Regions from separate parts of the Ovis aries genome. Here region 1 is linked to region 2. A link is a contact called in public Hi-C data. All regions are on one chromosome and are shown on one strand. Each heading gives the region's core, a stretch centred on a gene start, on an enhancer-like site or on the middle of the called end of the contact. The rest is flanking DNA. Distances are from core to core; before and after follow the strand shown. Region 1 overlaps NKAIN1 (sodium/potassium transporting ATPase interacting 1). Region 2 holds the start of TINAGL1 (tubulointerstitial nephritis antigen like 1).

Evidence for each region. A called contact is a pair of places that touch in the nucleus more often than the background predicts.
Region 1: a Hi-C map of omental adipose tissue shows a contact between it and region 2, with 5 times the contacts expected there. The contact joins the enhancer-like site here to the promoter of TINAGL1 in region 2. A contact is called at or near these places in 8 of 16 Hi-C or Micro-C datasets (blood, hypothalamus, liver and 4 more).

What each region holds. Positions count from the first base shown.
Region 1 is chr2:236,167,305-236,171,261 of ARS-UI_Ramb_v3.0, reverse strand. The region is part of intron 1 of NKAIN1 (sodium/potassium transporting ATPase interacting 1); the gene reads right to left. Among named protein-coding and RNA genes, the nearest start is that of NKAIN1, 31 kb to the right of the region's middle. Within about 2 kb of position 1,956, at least 3 of the 54 cell types and tissues checked have an H3K27ac peak or open chromatin away from gene starts, as enhancers often do.
Region 2 is chr2:235,923,861-235,928,033 of ARS-UI_Ramb_v3.0, reverse strand. It overlaps TINAGL1 (tubulointerstitial nephritis antigen like 1), which reads left to right and starts at 1,872. Exons shown (of 13, transcript XM_042245024.1): 1 at 1,872-2,043.

The sequences.
Region 1 (3,957 bases), core at 707-3,206, 240 kb before region 2:
ATTGCAATACCAGCCCCCAGGCCACTTCAAGCCTAACCCACCCCTCTTTCCAGAGTGAAGTCTCCACCAGGCTCCCCTGCTGCCCCTCCCCCAGCCTTGAGCTCCCCACCCCCATCCCTGATTATTTATTTATCGGGTAGCTGCCAGCTGAGGGGGATGCAGTTGCCATGGTAACCTTCAGCCCTGAGTCAGGGCTGCCTCTGTTCTCAGTAGGATGCTCTTGTCTGTCTAGACGCCAACCCCAGGAGCCCAGCACCAGGTGGGGGGTTGGGGGTTGAGGGGTGAAGAATGAATAATGCAGATGGGCCCACCCCAGCCCCAGGAAACTAGCTGGGGGAGAGGGCTAAGCCTGGGGCCTCAGAACCCCATCAGAAGCCTCTTGTGCCCAAGCCCTTGCCAGCCAGTTCTGCAAGTCAACTACTTTTTGCCCCAAATTCTAGCCATGTCGCCAGGGGACTTAGATACAGAAGTCAGGTTGTCTAGGAAAACAATGAGGAAGGGGACCCTGAAGTTTCTGGAGAATAGTTTGGTCCAACCTGGTCTCCTTTACTGACATCACATTATTAATTTTTTTCCTTTATTGGCTTTAGTTCACAGAGATCCTAAGGCGAGAAAAGCTCGCCACTGGGGGCTCTAGGTAGACCAGAGCTCCACTCCCAGATCAGCCCCTGACTCACTGTGTGGCCTTGGGCAAGTTACTCCCCCTTTCTGAGCCAGCCTGTTTGCTCACCGGAAAAATGCCCTGAGGATTCCGGACAGTGCATGTGAAGCTCTAGAGCGGGTGCCTGGCACACAGTTGGTGCTTAGGACACGGCAGCAACCTCAGATGCATCCCCAAACTGAAGCCCCCCGCTTTCCCAATGGATTTCTGAGGCAGCTGACAAAATTAAAGTCGACTCAGCTCCTCATCCGTGAAATGAGGTAGTGGGGCTGAAGCCACAGATGGCAGAGCTGGAAGGACCCCTGGAGACCCGCTGGTCCAAGCCCTCATTAGAGAGGGGAGCAAACTGACAGCAGAGAAGGGCAGTGACTTGTCTAAGGGGAGGGTCTTCTCTCTTTCTCTGAGCTCAGAGCTCAGGGATGGACCCCCTTTCTAGGGTCCATCTGGCGTCCATAGCCATTTGAGCATGAGTCAAAATAAACACCCAGCAAGAGATTAAAGAGTACAGTCAACGGAGACTAGGTAGCCTCTGGCAGGGTCAGGGAAGATGGGCCTAAAAGGGACTCAATTCATCCGACAAGCATTTCTTGAGCACCTACTATGTGCCAGGCACAATGTGGGGTATATGGTGATAAGCAAGCCAGTGTGGCTTTGGCCACAGAGAATTCAAGCCTAGAGACCAAATGCCACAGTCCTCTGGGAGCCGAGGATGGAGGCTTCTCTGCCTGGTTTCCCACTCACTGTGTGTAGTGACTTGTGGGGAATTCCTCCTACCGCAACACACACACTCTCTCTCTCCCTTTCTTTGCAAGGGCTCTCGCAGCCCTTCTGCCTCTCTCTGGCCCAGCCTGGATCCTCCTGGAAAATGTCCAAGGCTATCACTGTTAAGTGAAAAGAAAAAAAAGAAAAAAAAAGCTGCAGAACAATATGATTCCATTTATGTTTAAAAGAAAAAAAAAAAAAAAAAAGACAGATACAAGATGTGTGTGACTGTAAATGCCGAACGGAGGGCCAGGGAAACATACAACAAATGGTTATGAGAAGTTCTCCCTAGGGAGCGGGAAACGGGAGACTTCTGCTTTTAAATACACAATACTTTTGGATTTCTGAGATGTTTTACAACAAACCTACACTTTTTTTTAAAAGTTAAGAGAAAATGTTGTAAGATGTTGTTGATTCATCGCAAGACTATGTGGAAGAGCAGCTGGGTGGCTCAGGATCTGAGATCTCCTGTGATGGGAACGTGCTTTGGGACCAAGGGCAAAACTCCTCTGGGCCTCAGTGTTCTCATCTGCACTATGGGGGCCACTCCAGCTCCAGGTTACTATCTAGGCCTGCTGTTGCTGCAGCCTACCTGCCTGCAGGGCGACTGGCCTTGGGATCCTGGGACTTCTGGTTCTGCCAGTCCCTGGTTCAACCTGTCTCTCTAGGTTCTGCCTGGGTCATCACAGCCCTGCCTCCCCTTGCCTGACTATACTCAGACCCATCACCACCCCTTCTCGAGGTGCCAGCAGCCCTCTCCCCAGAGCCCTAGTGTGGCCACCTTGATATGAAGGTTCCCCTCCTACACGGCAGGCTCAGAGCAGTCTTCTTGAGTCTCCCCAAGTGTCTCAGACAGGATGTGGCAGAGCTAAGATCTGAGTTCTTATCTCCACTGCTCTTCCTACCTGCCAGACATCTCTCCAGACAGCCAAGGTGATATGAAGGGACAGAGCAGAGGTGGGGACAGAATCTGCTCTGCTCTGATGAGCCACCCAGCCCAGCCTCCCATGGGCAGAGAAGTAACAGCTGATGTTTATTAACCTCCAACCAGCACCAGGCACTGTTCTGAGCACTTCAAATCTGCTCATTCATTCATTCTGCCAACAGTTCCTGAGTGTCTTTTGTGGGCTTAGTGCTGACAGCTCAGTGGTTGAGTCCACAGGGCCCAGTTCCTTTCCTCACTGGATGAGAAACCTTCCCCTCCTCAGGACAGATGCCAGAACACCCGGCCCAGGCCAGGGAGCAAGGGAAGCCGGAGGGGGCAAGAAGAGAAGAAGCTCTTTCCCACAAGAAAACCAGGGACTTCGCCGGTGGTCCAGGGGTTAGGACTCTGCACTTTCACAGCCAAGGGCCCAGGTTCAGTCCCTGATTGGGGAACTAAGAGCCCAGGAGCTGTGCAGTGAGGATGGAAAAACAAAACAAAATACAAAGAAAGACCCACCAAGACTAAGCTAACCTCTCCCAGTGGGCCTTGGAATTGTACAGCCACTTACTGAGTACCTACTGCATACTGCCCCTCATACTCCAGTCACATTGCTCTCTATACTTTTTTTGGGTGTGCCAAATGGCTTGCAGGCCAGTGCAGAGTCCTAACCCCTGACCAGTTGGGAAGTCCCAGGTCACATCTCTTAATCTGACCTCTACTGATAGATGAGGAAACTGAGGCTCAGGGAAGCCAAGGGGCTTACCCAGGGTCACACAGAAGAGCTGATTCTACAAATGTCTGCTGGGGCAGAGCCCTTACAGAACCCCACCACGTGGTTCTTGGAGACTGGGAGACTCACCCCTACAACCCTGCGCCTTCTGCTCTCTAGGGGTAACCTCCTTCCTCCCACCACCCCCGTGCTGCGCCCTCTTCCTCAGGACAGCTCCCCAGTCTCCTAGCCCTCAGACTGCCATCTGTCTGTCTTCATACCCACCCGCTGTGGCCCAGCCCCCTACCTCATCCGGGCCTGGAGGAGCCAGGGAGCAGCTGGTCACTACCTTCCACATAATTAGCCCTCGGAGACCACACTTAGAGCTGTTAGAGAGGCCCTGGACTGTCTCAGTGGGCTGATCTGGCCAGTCCTGGTCTATCCTGAGGCAGTGACTGGGGCTTGGCCTCTGTCTCCATGGCAACCCCATCCCTTCATCCCGGTGACTGCTGACCTGTCCCCAGCTGGGGGGCTCCTCAGGCCCTTTCTGGGCAGATCTATCCCCCTATACCTCTGAGCCGGCAGCTCCATAAGAACAACAGGCCTTGAAGAGGCCTAATTAGCATACATCTACATTAATTTGCATAACCATTGGGCCTAGCAGCCCAGGGTGATACAAAGGTCAGTCTAAAATCAAAGGGTCCTTCTATCTCATGGGACGCCTAACTCCTCATTGACCATCTAGTCCAAACTCGCAGGCCCCAGAGTGGGAGGCGGTGTGGACAGCACAGAGAAGGACCTTCAGACCAGTGACTCAGTCTTCTCCTCTGTAGAATGGGCACAAGGTGCCAACTTGACAGCAGTGTTGAGCAAATCAAGGGGTATTCTAGATTCCCAGTG
Region 2 (4,173 bases), core at 623-3,122:
TCCACCCATCCATTCATTCATCTATCCATCCACCCATCCATTCATTCATCTATTCATCCACCCATCTATCCACCCATCCATCCACCCACCCATCTATCCTTCCATCCACCCATCCATCCATCCACCCATCCACCCATCCATTCATTCATCTATCCATCCACCCATCTATCCACCCATCCATCCACCCACCCATCTATCCATCCATCCATCCATCCACCCACCCATCTATCCATCCATCCACCCACCCATCTATCCATCCATCCATCCACCCACCCATCTATTCATCCATCCACCCTTCTATCCATTCATTTATCCATCCACCTATCCATCCATCCACCCATCCACCCATCTATCCATCCACCCACCCATCTAGCCATCATCCATCCACCCATCCATTGATTCATCTATCCATCCACCCACCTATCTATTCATCCATCCACCCTTCCATCCATTCATTTATCCATCTATCTATCTATCCATTCATCTATCCATCCCTCCATCCACCCATCCATCCATCTATCCATCCATTTATCTATCCATTTACCCATCTATCCATCCATCCACCCACCCACCCATCCATCCAACCATCTCTCCATCCATCCACCCATCTATCCATCCATCCGTCCACCCATCTGTCCATCCACCCATCTATGCATCTATCCATCCATCCACCTATCTATCCATCTATCCACCTATCGATCCATCCATCCGTCCACCCATCTGTCCATCCACCCATCTATGCATCTATCCATCCATCCACCTATCTATCCATCTATCCACCTATCTATCCATCCATCCATCTATCCACCCTTCCACCAATCCATCTATCCATCCATCCATTCACCCATTGATCTATCTACTCATTCATCCATCCATAAAATAAAATGCAAGAGCCTAGACCTTGCCTGGCACTGTTCTAGGTACAGGTGACACATGATGGACAAGAATCTAAGCTCATGGAGCTAACTTTTTAGTTGGAAAAAGAGCATAAACAAACCCCTAAATCTAATAAAATGAAGTGGAAGCAATAAGGGCTGTGAAGAAAAATAAAGCAAGCAAGGGGCCAGTGAGTGATAAAAGACAGTGCTATTTTAGATAGAGGGGTCTGGGGAGGCCTCTCCGAGGACATAGCAGGTGAGCAGAGACCTGAAGGGAGCTTGTGCTTACCTGAGTCAGAGAGTTCCAGGCATTGGAAACAGCAAGTCCAAGGCCAGGGACAGACAGTGTTCCCTCACAGGCAAGAAGCCCGTGTGGGTGAGCAGAGTGAGTGAGGGGAGGTGTTGGGAGTTGAGGCAGGAGGAGGATTGGGGGCTGATCTCATCAAGCTTCAGGTGGGTCAGGGATCTGACTTAGCTCTGAGGCAAAAAAGGTGGGGAAGGGGCTGGGGAGGCCCTGGCAGGTTTGGGCAGGTGAATAGTGTGACAGGATGCAGAGAGAAGTTAAGGGGCTCCTGCCAGTCCTGGGAAATGACAGTGGTCACAGTACAGGTGGTGAGCTGCACCAGGTTCAGCATGGACTGCAAAGGTCAAGAGCAGAGAACTTTCTGAAGGGGTCAGAGGTGGGTAAGAGGCAAAGAGAGGAGTCCAGGACAACTCCAGGGCTTTGGGCTGTGGCTGTGGTATACAGATGGGGATGCAGGGCAGGAGGAGAAGCGGGTTAGGAGGGATTAAAATGGAGAGTTCTGTTTTGGAAAAGGCACGTATGAAAAGCCGATCCAACATCCAAATGGAGTCAGGTACAAGCATCAGATTTCAGGGCAGAGGTCGGAAGGGCAGAGGTCGGGAGGGCAGATATGACCGTCCATGGGGCGCGGTCCACACTGGTTGGACTTTCCATCCCTGGGGCTTGCCAGCTCAGCCAGGAAGTAAATAAGCAGAGGGATGACACAAGTCCTGGGAACTGAGAGGAGAAATATTCCAGGACGGCAGCCCACAGCTCTGTGCCCAGGACTCCCCCCAGAGTGGGTGAGGTGAGGGCTGAGAACGACGTCGGAGAGCGGAGGTCATCGGTGATCTTAACCAGCGGGTTTTAACGCCTAGGAAGGTTGGTGGAAGTGGGGTCCAGAGAGGATGGGGTGTGGGCACCTCTTCCAGGAAGTTAGTTGTGCTGTAAGAGGAGCAGGAAATGGGAGAGTTGCTGGAAGAGGCGCCTGTGTAGGTCAAGGAAGGTTTAAGATGAGAGATATTACAGCTTGTTTGTAGGCTCACAGGGATGACTGACAGAAGGCAAGATAACTAAGACGCAGAAAGAGAGGCGACAGTGGCAAAGCAACGTCCTTGGGTTGGTGGGAGCGGTTGGCGTCCTGTGCTCTGGGGCGGGGTTGGGGAACTGAGGTGGGGTGCGCCCAGATGGGAACTCCTCCAGTGCCTCCACAGGGACAGGCAGGTCACTGGGAGAACATGGAACTCTACTGTTTCTTTCTTAGCGGAATAAGAAGCAAGAACATGGTGGGAACGAGGAGGCAGAAGGTCCTGGTGTTCTCAGGAGAGGGGCGGAGTGGAAAAGGGACAAGAAGTGTGGAAGGATGAATGGGCCAGTGAAATGGGTGGCAATGCCAGCGCAGGTGCACACTCAAGGTTTGTGGGGGTCCATGTAGAGTGAACCCCGCCATGCAGTGTGTTTTGTATTCAGCACGTGGGCACCTGCTCTGTGGGTGCAGAATGAGTGGGGGTCACTGGGGAGGAAGAGAGCGAGGCAGGTGGAGACAGCTTAGAGAATGAGGTGCTCCTGAGGGGGACTCTCTGCAGGTCCAGGCTCCTCCTGCAGTCCTCAAAGCCTTTTCCTGAGCCCACATGCTGCCTTCCACAGCCTTTACCTGCTGGAGACTCATAATGACCCAGTGAGCAAATAACACCCCCTCTTTAGAGACGTGAACCTGCGGGTCACCTGGCTGGTAAATGGCAGAACTGAGATTTGACTTCAAAGCAGTTCAGTGTTTTTCCTTTAGGGCTGCAGGGGTGAGCACACTATGTTTAAGAAAGTCTTGCTTCTCAAATATATATATATGTATATATATGTGTGTGTGTGTGTGTGTGTGTGTGTGTGTGCTTCTCAAATATACATATATATATATATATATATATAATATATATAACGGGCTTGGCTGTTGGGAGATTAAATTTCAGGTGTTCTGAGCACCAAGTGGCCCAGGCTTTGTCGTTGTTCAGCCACAGTGATTTGCTTCCACCCACTGGCCACAATCAGTGCTGCAGCTGACCAGAAACCAACAAGGCGTTTGCTCATCTAAGGATTCGGTTTATGGGACTAACAATGCCTTTTTGAAAAGGGCTGCAGAGGAGTTCCCTTCCCCCTTTGACAAACGAGAAACGAGAGAGAAATCCAGAGAGGTGGCTTTAAAAAGCTGTCTGAACCTGTCTACTCCATGGAGTCAATAGTATTCACTGAACACCTCCTCTGTGCCAGGCACTGTTCTAGAGTCTGGGAATTGAGCAGAGATGATTGCTCTTGTAGACCTGACATTCCATGGAGGGTGGAGGTGAGGAAGGGGGAGGACAGGAACCAAACAAATAAATAAAGCAATGCTAGACTCTGGAGGATGGTGAGAAGGAATTAAAGGAGAGTGACTGGAGAGGGTGGTGGGAGGTGACGTTTGAAGAGAGACCCAGTGACTGGGGCAGTTCGGGAAAGATGCTCCAGGAAGAAGGAACAGCTCTGCAAAGGCTCGGAGGCTGTGGAAGGTGTGGGCAGTCCAGAACAGGTGGAGCCTACCAACGCCCCAGCCCAGCTATCTGTGTAGAATGTCCAGAGGTCAGAGCAGGACTTTCTAGTAGGAGGTGCATGCCACTGACCTTCCCTCAGGCAGTTCACAGCCTTGATCAGCACCCATCTGACTCACACAGCTGTCCCCTCCCTCCTGGAAACTCTCTCCTCTCTTGGGTTGTATGATACTAACTGCTGGTGGTAGGAAAATCTATGACTATTCTGTGGAAATCAAAGCTTAGCAATCAACATACAGAAGTTTCTTGTTTGAAGGAACCCACTGACATGTCAGACTTCCCTGGTGGCTCAGAGAGTAAAGCATCTGCCTACAATGCGGGAGACTCGGGTTCAGTCTCTGGGTTGGGAAGATCTCCTGGAGAAGGAAATGGCAACCCACTCCAATATTCTTGCCTGGAAAATCCCGTGGACGGAGGAGCCTGGTAGCTACAGTCC